Linked DNA regions of Ovis aries: region 1 is linked to region 2. Evidence: chromatin contacts called from public Hi-C data. All regions are on one chromosome and are shown on one strand. The core of a region is the stretch at or near the end of the contact, and the rest is flanking DNA. Distances in the headings are between cores, read along the strand shown.

Region 1 (2,700 bases), core at 10-2,509, 46 kb before region 2:
GAGAGGAATTTTGCTTTTCAGTGGCTGGGAACTCAGCTGGTGGGAGAGAGAGGCCAAGGTCAAGGGTTCAGCTCAAGAGGCTGACTGGCAGTGGATGGGAAGGCGAGTGCAGAGGGATGGTCAGGAGATCATGAGGCTGGCCCTGGGGCTCTGAAATCACAGATCACTGGGTCCTTACAAGGTTAGAAGGCCCAGGTCTGGAGAAACAAGTGTTACACTTTTAATGCTTCTACCCTCTTGTGTTTCTTTTTCATTATCCTGTTTTATTTAGGATTTAACCTTCTAAATCATCTCAAATCCCTTTTGAAAGTGGGTGGGAGGCAATGGCTCACAGTATTCTGAGAGCTGGGATTAACCCTGGAACCCAACATGAGGGACCAGAGCTGGCAGACAGCCCCCTGACTCCACTGGCTTTTCTTGGGAAAGGCCCTCCGGTGTGTGAATGTGTGAGTGTGTGTGAGTGTATATGTGTACAAGTTGTGTGTGTGAGTGCTTGTGAGAGGTGGGTGAAAAAAATGGGTGTGTGCTTGTATGTGCTTGAGAGTATGAATGTATGTGAATTATGCGTGTACACAAGTGTGAGTATGAAGAAAGTTGGGTGAAACTGGATGTGGATTCGTGTGTGCAAGGGTGTTTGTGTGAACGTGCGTGTGATCATGAATGTGTGTGTTGGTGCGATATGAATGTCTATGTGTGTATCAGTTGGGTGTGATGTGGGTGGAAATGCATGTTAGTGTGTTGAGAGCATGCTGATGGGAGAACAGGAGTGTATGCTGAGTGTGTGTGGGTTAAGTCCCTCCCCATCACAGCATCAGCGTGATCTTCAGAAAACCTAGTTTTCTGGATTGGTTCACAGACAAAGAAAGTGCTGGGTGTGAGCTGCTTCTAGGACCAGCCCCCTACCCGACCCTGTGACCCTTCCCCACAGACTGTCCCGGCAGCCTCCCCGCCCCCATCCCCACCCCCGCCCCACCCCCCCTTCCTCTGCCCTTGTGGCCTCCTTCCGCAAGCTGATCACGGCTGGGGCATCCCCACCTCGCCCTTGCCCCTGCACCGCCCCGCCCCAGCCCCAAGGCTGCTCTGCCCCTCCGCGGGTAGGAGAGTGATGAGAGGTGGGCCGCCCCAGGGCCGAGATCCAAGAGAATGCCGCTGCGCCAGAGGCCCTTGTGAAACTTTTTCCTGACAGCAGTGAGGCTGAAAATCCCCAGGCCTCCGCCTTCGTGGACTGACGAGGTCACGGCTCCCTTGCGCTGGGATCCCGCTCTCTGCCGCCCTCTTCTGGGCGTCCGTCGCCTGCGGACGCAGAGGGAAGCCGGCCTCGCACCGCACCCCACCCGCTTTGCTGCCACACAGGGCTCAGGGGGACGCTTTCCAAGGCCTAGGATCCGAGTTTATTGTCTCTTCGATGCTTATTGCAGGTCTGACACTCGCTGGATGCCAGGAAGAGAAAATGAATGTATACATTGGCTCACTGGTCGAAGGGGAAACTGAGGCCCAGGTCGGGGAACCCAGTGAGCTGGTTGCTCACGCAGAATGCAGACTATCAAGTGCCCAAGGCTTGCCCTCCCGTAGCTTCATGGATACGGGGAGGCGGGCGAGTCCTGGCCTTTTCCTGCTCAGCATGAACCTTTCTCAGCTCACTGGGCTGCCCTACTAATTGGAGCAACGGGGCCAGACTGGGGAAGTGGGCGGTGAGGAGCAGAACCCAGCCTGCCTCTGCCGGGTGCCCAGGCCAGTCCTACGGCGACTTTGCTGAGCTGGCGGCCCACGCCCGGGTGCACAATGTTGCTGACACAGACACACCCGGGAGCCTAAGGGTATGTGTGTGTGTGTGTGTTGGGGGAGGGGGAACCTAGGCGCGTCCACCCCACCCACTGCCTCTGCTATAGAGTCATTATCCCTCGGGGTAGAGGGAGACACCAGAGGCTGAGTTGCCAAAGGCCCCTGCAGGTGTTCAAGCCTCTCCCACCAGACCCAGAAGCTCCCCAGGGGGGCTCGTTTGCTCTCACGGGCTGCCCTGGGCGTGTCCCTCCGGTGAGACAGGGCCACCTGGTTCCCAGCCTGGGGCTCCCAGAGATAGCCCACTCCCTTCTTTACTAGTTGCTCAGTGCAGAAAAAGGGGAAGCACAGAGAAGCAGAAAGAAAGCAAAACCACCTGAGGTACCAACCAGTGATCAGCCCCACTCCCCAAATAGGCCCATTCACTCTGCTGTTGCCGGAGGCTAAATGGATTCCTCCCCGTCCACCTTCTCCAGGACTGAACTTCTCCTTCCTGACCTCTCCGGGCGGCCTCACCCAGTCCACCCAGCCACTGTCCCTTGAACCCAGATTGTCTCCACCTCAAGGATAGGCCTCTGTGACCTCCCTCCTGTTCTGTCCCTTCCCCCATTATGCCTGCCTCCATGATGGCCCAGGGGCCCTGTGGGGCCGTAGGGTCTAAGATCTCATTTCTAAGTGAGATGACTGGGTCAGCCACTCTTCTGCTGTGAAACCCGCCCTGGGCCTTCAAGGCTCCACCAGTCCTGCCTAACGCCACCCCAGCCATTATTCCTTCCCACCGCAGGTTTATAGGAATGGTTAGTTTCCTTTTGGGCTGGCTTCCCCTGATGTTTTGTGATCTAAGTGAGCAGGAGCTGCGTCCACTTTATTGCTATGTCCCCAGTGCTTAGCCGAGGGCCTGGCACAGTGTGGCCTCTCAGT
Region 2 (2,700 bases), core at 79-2,578:
AGAGCCAAGTTACTATTATCTCCACTGTGCATGAGAAACTAAGTTCAGAGATGTCAAGTAACTTTCCTGAGATTACACAGCTCTGAAGTGGCAGAGGCAGGATTAAAACTCAGGTCTGTCAACCTCTGGAGTCTGAACTCTGACCTCCTGGGCTGCATCTCCTTCTCTGGTTCCCTGCTGCTCTGGCCTCCCATGCTCCACCCCAGCATTACCACCATGTGTCACATATATATAGCTGTTTGGATTGAATGCATCAGGTATTTAGTGAATGCCTACTATGAGCCAGGAATATTGCTGGGTGCCAGACCCACAGCCTGGGAACTCTTACATCTCTATGAGGACTCTGTTTGGGCTTGGGTTCAGTGACTGCCCCAACATGCAGGATCTGGTTTGACGATGTCAAGGTGTGGCTGAGGCAAGCATAGACCCTCCTCAGTGACCAGCTGACCAGTTGGACATTCCTGCCTCCTTGCTGACTGTGATATCCCTCTCAGAATCAAATTTGCTTTGAATCCTCTGTGACTTTGGGCTCTCTGAGCCTCAGTTTCCCCATCTGTAGATTCGGGATAAAATTAAGACCTCACCACAGGGTGGTTGGGAGGATTTAATGAAGCAGTGCATGTGGTACTTCCCTGGCAGTCCAGGGGTTAAGACTCCATGCTTCCAATGCAGAAGGTGCAGGTTCAATCCCTGGTCGGCAGACTAAGATCCCATATGTTGAGCAGTGTGGCCAAAAGATTTTTTAAAACAAACAACCACAAATAACAATGCACATGAGACTTCTCACTGTACTAGGTGGTCTAAGTGGAGGAAGAAATGGCAACCCACTCCAGTATTCTTGCCTGGGAAATCCCATGGACTGAGGAGCCTGATGGGCTACTGTCCATGGGGTTGCAGGAGTTGGACGAGACTGAGCAGCTGAGCATGCATGCATGCAGGTAGTCTGAGTAAGTAGAATTAAGCAGCAGCTATTATTACTTATTGTTTTCCTGAAGATTACGTTGTCCTAGTGCCAGAGGCCTAGGGCCTAACACATGGTAGGTGCTCCAAGTAAAGGCAGTCACTCACACAGCAGACAGAAGCTACCACCCAGCCCCTGCCCCCTCACTCCTGGCTGGTTGTGTGTCATACAGTTCCTACTCTGATCTGGAAGGTGTCCCGGGCACTGGTCCTCATCAACGCTAGGGTTGCTCCGGCGGCCATGGGTAGGCACAAGTCTTTTACTTACCTGGTTCCCTTGTTTTCATCCAGGGAAAAGAAGTGGCTGGCGTCAAAGTTCTGCCAGGGTTTGCCTGCTCCTCTGGGACATCTGGCTTTCTGGTGGTGCCACCTGGCGGTGAGTACAGAACTGCTTCTAGCTGGGCGGCCTCTGAGGGACCTGGTAGCTCTGAGCACAACCATTTCCTGCCCCTTGCTCTCCAGCCCATGTAGCCCTTCCCTCATTCCCCTGTATTGATCACTGACTGTGAGAAAAGACCTAAGGGGTCTCTGTGGGGTCTCTGTTATCATGCCTCCTTCAGGCCTGGCTCTGACCTGCAGGGGAAGGTCCCTCAGTGGTCAGGCAGGGTTCATCCTCAGGATACCCTTCAGGTCTGATGACCTCTCAGTGGTTTCTAGAAACCAAAGTTGGAAGAACGGGCCTGCTTCCTGGCTTGAACTGGCCCAGGAATGGGAAACCCAATGATGGTGACTGGGTCCATCCTTGACTCCTCACTGTACCTGCTTAAGTATCCACAGATCCCCCTCCTCTCTCTGGGGCCACCAGAAGGACTGGCCTGGCTTCTAGGTTCTCTGTCTTTTAAAAAAATACTTGAATTTATTTATTTGCCTGTATTAGGTCTTGGTTGTGGCACATGGGATCTTCAGTTGTAGCACGCGAACCCTTAGTTGTAGCATGTGGGATCTAGTTCCCTGACCAGGGACTGAATCCAGGCCCCCTGCTTAAGAATTAGGAGAATAAATTGTGCTTGAACCAGCCTTACTCAGCTTTGCACCAACATGCTGTGTGAGTTTGGGTAAGGCCTGTCCCTCCCTGGGCCTTGGTCTTCCTGTGGTAGAATGGTGATGGGGCAGGTGATGGGTGAGGAGCCCTGTAGTTCCCTGACTGGGGCCTGGGTAAGGTGCAGATTTCTGGGACTGCCTCATTAGAACTCTGGGGCCAGGACCCTGGAATCTGTGAAGTTGGAAGCTGAGGCAGCCAAGCCCTGTCTTTGGGAGATGGAAGCCCGCAGTGTGTGTTGCTGGCAGGGAAGAAGAGTGTGGTGGTTTCAGGGGTCCTGAGAAACTGAGGAGCCCCCTTGTAGCCCAATCCCCATCTTTTAATTTCTCCCTTTCTGTGGATGCAGGGAGGGGGCCCCCGGCTGCATGTCTGTGGGACCCTACCAGCAGCAACATCAGAAGGGCAGCAAGAAGGCTGCACAGGTTACAACCAGCTTGCCCTCATCCTTTGCCTCCTCATGCTGGCTGTTTCACACGTCCAAAGGACAGTGGTGTTGGGGCTGGGGCAGCCTGGGGTGGGACTGGGGGCCTTTGTTGCTTGAGGAGGTATTTTCAGAGTCCCCCTCCCTCTGGAGTTTCCAGTGATAGAATAGAGCCCTGTCTAGTATTTGACCAAATATGGTGGTATCTCTCATGAGCTCGAGCCTCAGCCAGCTTCTCAGTTATGCTGTGGAAACCTGCCCCGGACAGATTAATCTTGTG

What was found. A called contact is a pair of places that touch in the nucleus more often than the background predicts.
Region 1: a contact with region 2 is called in a Hi-C map of mixed tissues, with 2.5 times the contacts expected there. The contact joins two enhancer-like sites. A contact is called at or near these places in 8 of 16 Hi-C or Micro-C datasets (blood, liver, mixed tissues and 4 more).

Annotation. Positions count from the first base shown.
Region 1 is chr5:58,601,485-58,604,184 of ARS-UI_Ramb_v3.0, reverse strand. No RefSeq gene overlaps it. Among named protein-coding and RNA genes, the nearest start is that of MIR143, 14 kb to the right of the region's middle. Within about 2 kb of position 1,259, at least 31 of the 54 cell types and tissues checked have an H3K27ac peak or open chromatin away from gene starts, as enhancers often do.
Region 2 is chr5:58,555,874-58,558,573 of ARS-UI_Ramb_v3.0, reverse strand. IL17B (interleukin 17B) reads left to right here. Exons shown (of 6, transcript XM_042250654.2): 4 at 1,252-1,336. Among named protein-coding and RNA genes, the nearest start is that of IL17B, 19 kb to the left of the region's middle. Within about 2 kb of position 1,328, at least 4 of the 54 cell types and tissues checked have an H3K27ac peak or open chromatin away from gene starts, as enhancers often do.